Regions from separate parts of the Bos taurus genome. Here region 1 is linked to region 2. A link is a contact called in public Hi-C data. All regions are on one chromosome and are shown on one strand. Each heading gives the region's core, a stretch centred on a gene start, on an enhancer-like site or on the middle of the called end of the contact. The rest is flanking DNA. Distances are from core to core; before and after follow the strand shown.

Region 1 (6,741 bases), core at 2,136-4,635, 400 kb before region 2:
ACGGTGTCGCTGCTGAGCCAGGCTTCCTGGTGAGCAGGCAGCGATTTGATTTTTTTTTTTCCTCTCTCTCGACATCAGTGTTGCATAGTGTAATTCAGTCGTTTTGCTGGCACTTTTCTTTTGGGCCCATAGAAATTATTTCAGAGTCACAGTTAATAATATTCACCTTTCACTGAACATTTACTGTGTGTACTAGGTGGGACCGTAGGATGGCCTATGAAAGAACAAAATAAACACACTGGCTATCTAAATAGTTTTACTGCATACCAGCTGTGTTTATACAGTTTGGTGCCTGGACACTCACTCTTTGTAGCAAATAGCACAGAAGATTTATGAGGTACCTATGTGTTTCCATATTGCACTGATATAAATGGAAAAAAATAACACATGATCCAAGTAGGAAAAAACACTCACCCGAGGTACAGCCGACCCTTGGCATTTGCTAGAAGTGTGTTTCTGAGACCTTCGTTGACACCCAGACACCATAGTAGCATGTGATTTCCGCTATAAAATCTGGTCACGTATGACTTCATGGGTGTCACCATGCATGACACCACGCAGAGGCGAGGTTCCGCGGAGGTGCAGACTCTGGGTGGCCCAGCTGAACTTATCTGCACAAGGTCTTCCCATTTAAGCAAATCCGCTGGGGGCAGGACTGAAATTCAGTTCTCTGCAGAATTATGACGTTACATCTTGTGTGAGCACCTGTACACCACATGCATACGTCCACAGGAAAAAAAGGCTGGAAGGAATACATATGGGGGTATATTTCTGGGTTTGGGACTTAATGCTGATTTTATTAAATGTTAAAAAAAATCTTTTTATGTTCCACATAATTCTGTTCTGTTCAGTCGCTCAGATGTGTCCGACTCTTTGCGACCCCGACCCCATGCGCTGCAGAATGCCAGGCCTCCCTGTCCATCACCAACTCCCAGAGTTTACCCAAACTCATGTCCACTGAGTCAGTGATGCCATCCAACCATCTCATCCTCTGTTGTCCCCTTCTCCTCCTGCCTTCAATCTTTCCCAGAATCGGGGTCTTTTCAAATGAGTGAGATCTTCGCATCAGGTGGCCAAAGTACTGGAGTTTGAGCTTTAGCATCAGTCCTTCCAATGAACACTCACGATTGATCTCTTTTAGTATGGATTGGTTGGATCTCCTTGCAGGCCAAGGGACTCTCAAGAGTCTTCTCCAACACCACCTTTCAAAAGCATAAATTCTTTAGCGCTCAGCTTTCTTTATAATCCAACTCTCACATCTTTACATGACCACTGGAAAAACCATAGCCTTGACCAGACGGACCTTTGTTGGCAAAATAATATCTCTGCTTTTTAATAAGCTGTCTAGGTTGGTCATAACTTTCCTTCCAAGGAGCAAGCGTCTTTTAATTTCATAGCTGCAGTCACCATCTGCAGTGATTTTGGAGCCCAAAAAAATAAAGTCTGCCACTGTTTCCACTGTTTCCCCATTTATTTGCCATGAAGTGGCAGGACCAGATGCCATGATCTTAGTTTTCTGAATGTTGAGCTTTAAGCCAACTTTTTCACGCTCCTCTTTCACTTTCATCAAGAGGCTTTTTAGTTCTTCACTTTCTTTCATAAGGATGGTGTCATCTGCATATCTGAGGTTATTGATATTTCTCCCAGCAATCTTGATTCCAGCTTGTACTTCCTCCAGCCCAGCGTTTCTCATGATGTACTCTGCATATAAGTTAAATAAACAGGGTGACAATATACAGCCTTGACATACTCCTTTTCCTATTTGGAACCAGTCTGTTGTTCCATGTTCAATCCTAACTGTTGCTTCCTGATCTGCATGCAGATTTCTCAAGAGACAGGTCAGGTGGTCTGGGATTCTATTACAGACATGTATTATTTTTATAATGAGCAAAACCAGTTATTAAAGATTTTAAAAAACCAAATCACTGTATGTCATTGGACTTTGAAGGCATCCCATAAGAGGTCAAAACTTGAATGTTAAAAGGCCAAGGACTTGGGGCTTCCCTGGTGGTTCAGTGGTAAAGAATCAGCCTGCCAATGCAGGAGACTCAGTTCGATCCCTGATCCAGGGAAGATCCCACATGCTGCACAGCAACTGAGCCCGGGCCCACAGCTATGGAATCTGTGGTCTGGAGCCCAGGAGCCACAAGTACTGAGCCCACGGGCCACACCTGCTGAAGTCTGAGCTCTAGAGCCTATCCTCCACAACAGGAGGAGCCGCCACAATGAGAAACCCAGCAGCGCAAGTAGAGTGTGGCGTGCCCGATCGTCCCAGCTTGAGAGAAGCCCCCACAGCAACAAAGACGCAGCACGGACAGAAGTAAATAAAAGAAAATTATTTTTAAAAGTGTTGTTACAATATCATTAATCAGTTCAGTTCAGCTCAGTCGCTCAGTCGTGTCTGACTCTCTGTGACCCCCCTGGACTGCAGCACGCCAGGCCTCCCTGTCCATCACCAACTCCTGGAGTCCACCCAAACTCATGTCCATCAAGTCGTTGATGCCATCCAACCATCTCATCCTCTGTCATCCCCTTCTCCTCCCGCCTTCAATTTCTCCCAGCAGTAATGATTAATATTTTTAATAAGAAAGGGCAAGTACTCTTGTGTAGGAGTTGATAGTTTGTTTGATATTTGACACCCGCATTAGTTATTCAAAAAGGATTTGAGTTTGTTAGTAAATGCCTCTACTCTGGCTGCTGCTTGTTGGTTTAAGCCCCCAGCTCAGCACGTGTGCATCTCTGGGCCTCAGCAATCCTCTCGCTCAATGACTGGAAGATGTTCCTGGTGGTCGTTCCTCATTCTAGAGCCCCCCCCCACCGACCCCTGCCGGGACCTAGCAGTTTCTTGACCGTCAAACTGTTTTGAACCATTAGTCAAAGGAGACCACATGTGTGCGGGCATCTATGTAGTGAATGCTTGCAAACAGATCACTTCCTCTCCGGAGGAGTGGCTACAGCCCAAGGGTCAAGCACCACTGGGGCGCCCCAGGGTCCAAGGCCACCACAGCCTCCCAGCACTGGTGGTGACCAGGAGTTAGCCAGGATACACCTTTCCTGCACGGGGTCGGGGGGAGGGAGGCACCAGTGTGTTCGTGAGCGATGCCGACTTTACAGAAAAGCCACAGTGCTTTCCCTGGCAGGACCTAAAGTCCGGTTGGTCCAGAAGTTCACCCTCTTGTTTCCATTTCTCTGGGCTCTGCTGCTATTTTCAATCTCTGCCAAGGAAACGGCAGAAAGAAGGCACACTCCCCCTCTCTGTGCCGTGGAGTCACAGGGGTTAGTGTTGAGAGGGGCAGCTGGTTGATTTGGACAGGGTGGGACAGAACTGTCGCCCATCCCCCACCCCCTCGCCACCCACTGCCTCCCTGGAGCAATCGAGGGGGCTTGGGACTGTGCACCGCTCTCTGCACAGGGCAGCAGCCGAGGAGGACCTGACCTGTCCTCTCATCCTGGGACATCGCCACTTGGGGCTGGGGAGCATGGGGTTCTTTCTGAGACAAGCAAGCTGGGGTTACTTCTGGGCCTTCCTCACGGCTCAGAGCTAGTGTCATGATGGCACCCCGAGTGTGGGAAGCAGGCCAAGCCTCAGCAGGCATCCTGCCAGAGGGTGTGGGGCTCCTTCTCCTCGGGGGCTCAAGATGTAAGCATAACCAGAAGTGACAACTGGGTTTCTTATTAAAGAAACTGGGCAAAAACATCACCGTGTTGTTGGTGTGTGCAGCTTCCGTGGTGTGGAGTTGTAGGGTGGATCACGTGTGCTTAAAAGATGGTGTAACATTCCATTTTGATTTTAAGCCTAGATTATTTGTGGTTGACACATTTCCCTGTCCCCCCTCACTGCAAACAGGCATTTTTTTTAAATTACTTTTTTATTTTGACTGTGATGGGGCTTCCTTGTAGCACTAGGGTGTCTCTTTAAATGCAGAGATCAGGCTTAGTTGCCCCCCCTTCCAGCCCCCACATATGGGATTTTAGTTCCCTGACTAGGGCTCGAACCCACATCCCCTGCATTGGAAGGCAGATTCTTAACCACTGGACCACCAGAGAAGTCCCAGGTATTGTCGATAAAGATAGTGTCAATACTTGTGAAATATGTCAAAAAGCTGTATTGCCCTTCCACCTGGGGCATTCCGTTTTCGACGCTGGGTGCTTTATGAAGAAACTTGGACTAAGTCAGGTCACGTGGTGTTACCCCCTCCTCTCGCAGACTGCTTCATTCTGCAAACACCTGAGTGCTTCCGAGTCCTTGCTCTGCAAGTTTCTGAAAAACAAGAAGATGGTTTCTCATCTTGCTCGCGTGCTTTGTAGTAGTGCCTTTCCATGTCCGGATCTCATCGGAGTCTCACATGGCCCTGCCAGTCGGGGGAGGGCACGGAGGGGGTCCTTGCCCCTCTGAGGAGCAAACTGGATTGTGGAGCAGTGAAGGGTCTCATGTGTTTTTTTGAGTTAATTAGAATTCTCCAATTAAAAGGAAAAAAAAAAACAACTTTGGTTTTGGCATAGTTATTTGTCATGGAATCTTCCCTCCCTGCACCTTTAATCCTAGTTCTGAATCGAATGTACACACAGGAGAGGGAAACGTCTAGTGCCCCTCTAAAATACAGCTTAAAAAATAATTTTGAGAGGTCCACATTCGAGAGGAGCTCGGAATTCCAGGTGCACGCTGAATAGCTTTTGACATGTGGTTGATGCGGTGTTGAGGCGGCCGTTTTACAATATGGCAACAGCCAAAGAGCAGCTGGCAGATTAAAGCCAACCTTTAAAAGCTTTTATAGCTGGGGAGGTTTTTAAGGGTCTTTCATAGACCCCTTTCTCTCCTTTCTTTCTTCCTTTGCCCTTCACCTCCAACTGGAAAAATTTTTTTGTTAGTTTTAACCGACTTCCTGTTATCAAACCTAATACCTACGGCAAAGGCAACATGACGAGTCTGACATTGAAATGCAAAAGGAATAATACGTGGGATGTTTTCCTGAGCTGCCTTCATTTTTTTTTTGGCGGTGGGTGGGTGGTTGGGGTGGGGAGAGGCTTTTCAGCTACTGGATGTGCTGTATTTTTACTTGAATCTTGTTTCCACAAGCCAGTTTCCAAGTGACTCCGGGGCGAATTCTTCTGCTCACAGTCAAGGCAGAGACTTGATAACATGCTGGGGGAAATGCAGATGGGCACCAGTGTGGTCGCTCTCCACTTTGAGCTGGTGTGGTCCCCGCATTTGCCCTGTGGTCCCCGCGTTTGCCCTGCGGTGCGGCTCTGGCTGCCTTACTGGGAGGGGGCAAGGGTGGCGGGTTGGAGGGGGCACCTTTTCCGCAGTGTCCTAGCGGGGACAGGACCCTGTTGAGAGATGGAGAGAGAGGGGGTAGTTTTATTTCCTCAAGACTATTTATATCCAGCGCTCGTGCAGTTGGGCAGATTTGTGGATGGGAAACAGGCTCTCGTGGAAGAAAAAGTCCTCCCGGACCAAATGCTTTCTGCCTTCTGCAGCAGCTCCCTAATAGCTGCCATGTGTGAGCGGGTATGGGGGACGGCCTTCCTCTCCTGGGGAAGTCGATTGAAGCTGTCTCTCAGAAGGCTTGCAACGTTCTGCAAAGAACAGATTTCTGTCTCCCAAGTCTGTAAAAATAACGTCCCAGGGCATGAGTACCATCTCCCACACGATCAAAGGGCCCCCCTGGTGGTCAGATGAGGGGCCAGAGGCCAGGACTGAGGTAGGCACCGTGGTTGCAGCAGCACTGTCAGAGCCTGGCTCTCCCGGCCACCGAAGCTGCCAGGCGGTGCAGGAATGCAGGGCTCGGGGGCCCGAATCCCGTTTTTGATGAATGTTCTAGTTCAGTTTTCCGGGATGTGAATTATGGCTGGGGAATGGCATTTTGTTTTCCATTCATGCTGATAATCTGGGAATGTTGCTCGGAGGATTGTGCCGTCTGGAGAAAATGTTTCTAAGTGTTTCTGAAGTTTCAAGGCCGCCAGGCGGTTGTGGACCCGGCTGGCCTGTTTGAGCCTCTGTTTCCACTGCGTTCGCGGGAAGGGCCACGACACCCCGGGTTCTGGGTGATGGTGTTCCCCTGGGCGCGTCTCAGCGGGGGAGGCTGGGTCAGTCCTGGGTGCCTTTTCTCAGGCTTCTTCACCAAAGCCAACCAGGTCACCAACAGGAAAGCTTGGCCAAGGGTCAGTCTGTCTGTCCATCAGTCTCTTTCTCTTGGAGATGAGAAGAGAATGCTGTTCTCTTTGTTGATGGCGTTCCCGTCTCTGCCCCTCAGTGGTTGCCTATGAGTAAAATGCATCTTGTCCAGGCACCGCTGGGCTACCTACAGCCTTCCGGGTCCTGTATGTTCCTCAGACGTTCAGTTCTGCGTGGTCCCTTTGCTTGCTTTGTGAGTATGTTTGTCTCTTAAAATGTTTTCAGGCTTTGTTTTGATAATGATATATTTAATGATATAAGCAGTGGGAGAAATACCAGTGTGTAGATTATAATTTTGTTCTTAATTGTTGGAGATACTATCCCTTATAGACAATTCTAGGGAATTGACCCCTCACACATGGCCGCTATGAACTTGGTTTTAAATGGCAGTAATTCTGAGCCTTTATACTACTTGTTTTACTTGATGTTTTTTAGGGGCATTCAAGTCTTTCAGTTTTAGCATATGAATTGCTTTCACTAAAACTTTAAAAGAAAATGCTGCTGAATTAGGATCTTCCTTGGTGGAGAGGTCTTTTTCCCACTTATTCCCGAGGATGAGTGAAGAC
Region 2 (7,187 bases), core at 1,015-3,514:
TGTCTCTGCCATAGAAACTATGGAACAGAAGAGTGAGAAGGAGGTCTTCAAGTAGGAAATTTGGGAGACTGTGGATCTGTTCCCTAAAGCCCACAGCTTCTGGTTTAATTTCACCCAGCCCCTAATGTCCCAGATTCCATCCAGCACGCCTTTGATTGCAACCCACCCTGGATCAGAGGGTGGCGGCCACATCCCAAGGGTCTTGCTTATGTTCCATTTGCATTTTAAACTCTTTCTACCCTTGTGGGTCAGCTGGTAAAGAATCCGCCTGCAATGAGGGAGACCTGGGTTCCATCCCTGGGTTGGGAAGCTCCCCCTGGAGAAGGGAAAGGCTACCCACTCCAGTATTCTGGGCTGAGAATTCCATGGACTGTATAGTCCATGGGGTCACAAAGAGTGGGAGACGACTGAGAGACTTCACTTTCACTTTCTACCACCCACACTAGTGAAGCTCAATCATGCTTTTCATTTTTGTGAAATAGAAATGTGATACGGCCAGAAATTCCCCTTAATAGTGTATTTTACTGCCCTGCAGACGTGTCATGGGAAACCCATACCTTTCCTCAGTTTTCATTTTGCTAATATAAAATGGGCTGATATACTTAATGCAAAGAGGAGCTAGACTCAGATGAAATTTTTCAGGCCTTGGTAAACCATTGTTAATCCCTCCACTTTTAAAAACCTTTTTATTCGCGCATAGTTGATTTACAAACTTGTGTTGGTTTCCAGTGTACAGCAAAGCGAATCAGTTACACATGTACATATTTGTACACCCACTCTTTTTTAGATTATTTTCCCCTATAGATCATTACAGAGTGCTGAGTAATGTTCCCTGTGCTATACAGTAGGTCTTTATCAGTTACTGATTTTATATACAGCAGTGTGTGTGTGTCGCATTTGCTCCTTAAGGCAAGGAAAGATGCTTTTGATGGGAGTAGGTCATCACCAGTGGCGAGCCCCGCTGTCGCTCAGATGGGGTGATCCCTGGGCTACTCCCTCCCCATTTGTCAGCTGGGTCACCTTGGGTCACTCACTTAACCTCTCTGAGTTTGCTTTCTCATCATTAAGTGGGATCTAATAACACCCTCCGCATGGAGTTTTGTACGGATTAAAGGATACGGTGTAAATGGACTCGCTGGCACAGCCCTGGCGATTATCATCCAAATGTAAGGCAGCCTCTGTTTGCAACTTGAGAGCGAATATCAAGAAGGACCCGCAATTTGCTGTCGAAAGCTAGTTGAATCTCTTGAAAGATAAGAAAACATGTAAACAAAGTAGGAGCTAACAATGGAACACATCCCTGTCCTGGGAAACAATTCCTTCAGAGCCTGTTGTTGGGCAGTGGGCGCCGTTATTATCCCACGGTCCACAGGCATCACTGCCCAGGCCAGGGGCTGCGAGGCTGGCCCCACCCTGACCTCAGGTCACCCGCCAGCCAAGAAGCAGCATGGGGACACGCCCTCAGCCCACCCCATGTTTCAGGCCAGGGGCTGTGAGGCTGGCCCCACCCTGACCTCAGGTCACCCGCCAGCCAAGAAGCAGCATGGGGACACGCCCTCAGCCCACCCCATGTTTCAGGCCAGGGACCTCAGGTTACCCGCCAGGCCAAGAAGCAGCATGGGGACACGCCCTCAGCCCACCCCATGTTTCATTTCGTTCGTCTGCACCCTGATTTCTGTTAGAACCAGTGTTTGACTCCTGGATCTGGGGCCGAGTGCTAACTTGCAATAAATAGACTAGAAAGGGGGAACTTTGCAGCCAAGCCAAGGCAAACACCACTCTGAAAACCTATCCTGAGTTGCCCTGAGGTGTTTCCAAAAGCAAAGCAAACATTAGCTCTGAACAGCATGCTCTAATTCTCCGCCTGGGGTTAGGGGGAAGGGGACCAGCAGGGGAAGACAGGTACACTCTGTTTGTGGCTGGGCTCAGCACTGCCCACGGGTCACTCCAAAGACCCTCCAGATTCTCCTCCTGGGCCTCTGATTTTGTGAGAATGTCACTAGACCTCAGGAGAGAACCCTCGCTTTTCAAGTGATGGGTCACCTAGGAAGCAATGAATCACTTTTGGCTTTGCCCAGCTGGCTCTATGAGCTGTAATAAGTCTCTTGTTTATCTTCAGCCCTGCTAGAACATCTAGAATCAGTATGTATCATCCATGTGTCTGGATCCATGACTCTCAACTTTACCACGCATAAGAATCACCAGGACAGGAGCCAGCGCTGACATCAGCGCTCAGTTCCCCACTCACCTCCTAAAATTCTGAATCAGCAGGTCTGGGTCAGGGGTCTGGAATTTCCCTTTTAAAAAGCGACTCTGCAGGCTCTGAAACAGGCAGGCCTAAGGCCCACCTTTAGAAACTCTAAACACGTCCCATAAAACAATTAATGTCTAATCCCCCATCCTGTTGTGTTAACATCCCAAACTGACTCAACTCCTAAGAAGTAATTCTCCATGGCAACCCAGGCTCATAAAGCAAAATGGCTCCACGCGTCCAAGTTCTAAGTGAAAACTGATAGAGCCTTCTGGGGTCCTGGGTGGTGCCAGGGGACTGAAGCACAGATGAGTCATGGTCTTAACCTTCAGAAAGCCCAAAGTCTAGCTGGGTAGATGGCTCGTCAGCAAAACACCAGTGAACTAGAGAGGCCATGAGCAGCTCAGGGAAGGAGCGACTTCCGGCATCCTCCGGAACCGGAAACAAAGGGTATGGGAGGGACTGAGACAGCTCGGGAAGCCAGCAGGGAATCCCGTTCGATGCAGTACGCCTGCGCTGAGGCTCCACCACCTGAGGGACAGAAGCTGTAAGAGGAGGAGGGGGGTGGGTCCTGCCAGGGGCAGGAGGGAGTGGGGAGAAACAGGAGAGCAGCCTGACCAGGGTCGGGTGGGCTAAGAGCAGAGAAGGGTGAGGCCTGGGGGATGGGGGTGACTGGCAACCGCATCAACAGTAGGGAGATGCAGGTCCATCAGAGGGTGAGGAGACAGGTTGAAAATCCGGGTGCGGGAGTTTAGACTTGGTTAAACAGGTTAGGGCTTCTCAAGTGGCTCAGTGATGAAGAATCCACCTGCCAATGCAGGAGACTCAGGTTCGATCCCTGGATCAGAAAGAGGCTCCCCCCTGCAGAAGGAAATGACAACCCACTCCAGTATTCTTGCCTGGAAAAATCCCATGGACAGAGGAGCCTGGCGGGCTACAGTCCATGGGGGTCACAAAGTGTTGGACACAATCTAGCAACTAAACAACAAAAGCAACCAACAAGTAAAAGATGAATGGATTTCTTAGAGCATAATACGAGAAGAAGGGCTTCTTCTGGAACAGAAAGGAAAGCTGCTGGGATAGGCAGGGTCAGAGAGCCAGTGGGCGGCAAGGCTGGGACTATCTATGGGTTAACTCTGTGGGATCCCAGGGGTCAAGATCCATGGATTTCAGTGTCTGTGGAGGATGGGGGTGGACTGGCTTGAACAGTGAGCTCAGGAAAGACAGTATGGAGCGCCATTCAGTGGAACAAGCGTTGCTCTCAAATTCATGTCCTCCCTAGGTTCTCAAAATGTGACCTTATCTGGAAAGAGGGCCACTGCAGACATAACCAGTTGCGCTAAGGTGAGGTCACACTAAGTAAAGTGGACTTTTCATCCATTCTGACTGGTGTCAGCGGAGCAAAGACTTCTCAGCGGAGCAAAGACACAGAGACTGGCATGCAGGCCACCAGCAGAAGCTGGAGAGACGCATGGACAGACTCTCCTTCAGAAGCCACAGGAGCACCTGGATTTTGGACTTACAGCCTCCCGAATGGTGAGAGGATACATTTCTGTTGTTGTCAGCCACCCCGCTTGTGCTTGTCAGACAGCTCTGAGAAACAAATACAGGGGCTTTGGGGAAGAAAAGAAGCTGAAGACAGGTCTCTAGGGAGTGAAAGATGGCCAGGTGAGGGCCCAGGGTCAGCTGCGACCAGGCTGGAGCCCTGGGGAGCCTGGAGTCACTGCCTCTCCCTGCCTCAGCATCCCTGGAAGACAAGGGGCTATGTTTTCAGAGGAGGAAGTGAGCAGGCCCAGTAGCCACCCTGCTCTGCACTCCGACATTATCTTCTGATGCCCTCTTCCATGTGCCTCCTAAACGGTTATCACTGTGGCCACGTGCTTAGACAAGATTTCTGAGCCACCTCCAGAAATTAAAGGCTTTTTCTGGTCATTAAGTGTGTACCAAATAATTGTTAAGAGCGGGCCTTGTTTTCCCATGTAGGCACTGCATCATTTCAAAGAGAAAACACAATGGCCCCCTTTTCCTCACAAGATTATAGTCCTGGACTTCCCCTATAAAATCAAAATTGGAGAAGACTGAAGGCAGAATGGCCCCATTCACACGAAAACTCTACGGCCGAGTTCCCCATGAGTTGAGGGCTTCGCGGGCCTCCCCAAACCAGTGTGTTATGTCGCTTACTTCTCGAGGCTTGCCATCCTCGGGGTCATCTCTCTTGCCCTCCCTTTGTAAAATTTCCTGCAAGCAGCCCTGATTCTGTTAGATCAGGGTGGCTTACATGCCCGGAGACGGTGCAAAGTGGGGGTGGGGGAAGTGCCTTATCCAGGAGGATGGACTGCAAAAAGACACCTTTGTCTGGATGGCTGACTTGCGAAAAAGTGTCCCTGCTGAGTGAGCCACATAGAGGAAAATGACCTCCTGGAGCAGAAACGAGTCTTAGCTGCCTGGGCCCTGGTTGGATTTCAGCTCTCCCAAGGCTCGTGTTTGCACAGGACTGACGCTGCCCAGACAGACACCGCCAGCCAGATCCCGGGGCAGGACCCAGGCTCATTATATCATCTCTTTATGAAGCTAAAAGACCCTGCTGGGGGCAGCTCTCATCTTTCAGAGGCTGCCGGACACTTACAGCCGCTTCCTGTGTGTGCATCTTTCCCTGGGTGGTTGGGAGGAAGGCTTTGCTCTCTGTCTTATCCATTTTCACATTTCCATCACCAAAAACAGCACCCAGTCATCACACATCCTCCCAAGGTGTCTGTTGAACACAAGTGCCACGTATCCGATTCAAGATAGATAGCATCACCGACTCGATGGACACAGACTTGAGCAAACTCTGGGAGATAGTGGAGGACAAGGAGGCCTGGCGTGCTGCAGTCCATGGGGTCGTAAAGAGTTGGATAACGACTGAGCGCCTGAACATCCAGTTCAAGACTGGAAACCTCTTCTCTTGCTCAATGAACCTGCTGCCAGGAGACCCAGTGCAAGCTCTGAAATGACCAAACTTCAAAGATTTCGCCCAAATCATCTGAAAGGCCTGACCTAAGCCCAGGACTTTAAATGCTACCGACAGTATTTTTCCCATCAGTTGTTCTATTGGTCTTTAATAGCTAAATCCAGACAAGAAATGTAAAATAAAGGGAGAAGGAAAGGTCAAATTTTAATCCTCCAGGACTGGAGAAAAGGCACCATCATCACTACCATCATCATCATCACCATCATTATTTTACTTTTTTTCTTCTCTCTTCTCACACTTCTCCCAGCTCACAAAGGCATCCCACCTCTGCCATCAACAGTATCACTTTGCACCATCACCACCAGTGGCCGAGACTAAGATTGACTGCTGTGGAGAACCATCACTTCCACCCACTTCCTGCAAAACTACCCCAACAGCAGCAAAGGAAATTAAACGAAAGCCTTGGTGAGGCCGCCCCAGCCATCACCCCCCTGGAATAACATCCAAGCTGCTGCCAGCAGACCTGGAGCGCAGCTTGTAACTCAGCCTTTGGAGGGTGGATCATGCAGGTGTCTTGAGGTGGTTGGGACCCCAGTGGGGCCGGTTAAGGTGACAGGTGTGACCTGCAAGGTGGAACAACGTCTCAGTGACACAGTGCTGAAATAAGGAGTGATTTCTCAGCCTCCTTCGGGCTTTCCTGAGCTTAGGTCAGGCCTTTAAGATGATTTGTGTGAAACCTTTGAGGTTTGGTAATTTCACAGCTTGCTCTGGGCCTGCTTGAGTTTGCTGAAAGATAAGAGTTATTGGAGACGTGAAAGACCAATTTGAAGGGAAGAGGGAAAAAAAAAAAAACAGACTCGGGGCTGCTGCCTGTTGGAAAGCTAAGAAAACCTGTGTTCTCTGCCATCCATTTCCTCCCTCCTCGGTGGGGTGGGAGGGAGCCCTGGTGGCCAGGAGTGGGGGTGAGGGGGCATTTGCTCTTCAGGCTCTAGGTCAGATGGTTTAAACCAGGAAGGGAGAGCGAGGGGAGGTGCCCTGCAACCTCTTGTGCCCCCAATTCACCACGTGCTCAAAATCTGAAGTAATTTGCTCTCAAGGGGAAGATTTCTAACTCCACCTAGATAGAGTGAAATCCTTCTGAAAGCTTGATTCCTATGAAGTTGTGTATTTTAGCTTCATAGGACCACAGTAACAAAGCACCACAAACTAGGTGATTTAAAACAACTGAACTGTGTTGTCCCACAGTTCTGGAGGCTGAAAGTCCAAAATTAAGTGGTCAACAGGGGCATGCTCTCTCTGAAGTCTCTAGGAAACGGGTTCCCAACCTCTGGGATCTAATGCCTGATGATCTGAGGTGGAGTTGATGTAATTATAGTAGAAATAAAGTGCACAATAAATGTAACACACTCAGTCATCCTGAAACTATCCCCCTACTCCAGTCTGTGGAAAAAGTATCTTCCATGAAACTGGTGAAAAGTGAAAGTGTTAGTTGCTCAGTTGTGTCTGACTCTTTGTGACTCCATGGACTGTAGCCCGCCAGGCTCCTCTGTCCATGGACTTTTCCAGGCAAGAATACTGGAGTGGATAGCCATTCTCTTCTCCAGGGGATCTTCCTGACCCAGGGATCAAACCTGTGTCTCTTGCATTGCAAGTCGATTCTTTACCATCTGAGCTACCTGGGAAGCCCCATAAAACCGGTCGCTGGTGCCAAAAGGTTGGGGACCAGTGCTCTAGGGGAGAGTCCTTCCCTGCCTCTTCTCGATTCTGGTCTTGACCAATGATTTGTAGCGTCCTTTGGCTTATGACAGCGTCACTCCAGTCTCTTCCTGTCTTCACATGGTTTCTCTCTGGTTGTCCTCTCTATGAGTGTATCTGAGGATGACAGTCATCTTGGGTTGGGGCCTACCTGTAAGACCTCATTTAACCCTGGTCACCTCTTTAAAGACCCGATCTCCAAATACAGTCATGTTCTGAGGTTCTGGGAGT

What was found. A called contact is a pair of places that touch in the nucleus more often than the background predicts.
Region 1: a Hi-C map of liver shows a contact between it and region 2, with 3 times the contacts expected there. The contact joins two enhancer-like sites. A contact is called at or near these places in 2 of 11 Hi-C or Micro-C datasets (liver and skeletal muscle).

Annotation. Positions count from the first base shown.
Region 1 is chr1:149,181,170-149,187,910 of ARS-UCD2.0, reverse strand. All of the region lies in intron 5 of HLCS (holocarboxylase synthetase), which reads left to right. Among named protein-coding and RNA genes, the nearest start is that of HLCS, 58 kb to the left of the region's middle. Within about 2 kb of position 3,385, at least 1 of the 102 cell types and tissues checked has an H3K27ac peak or open chromatin away from gene starts, as enhancers often do. A contact at or near this core is called in liver, where this site is marked.
Region 2 is chr1:148,775,133-148,782,319 of ARS-UCD2.0, reverse strand. No RefSeq gene overlaps it. Among named protein-coding and RNA genes, the nearest start is that of CLDN14, 22 kb to the right of the region's middle. Within about 2 kb of position 2,264, at least 7 of the 102 cell types and tissues checked have an H3K27ac peak or open chromatin away from gene starts, as enhancers often do. A contact at or near this core is called in liver, where this site is marked.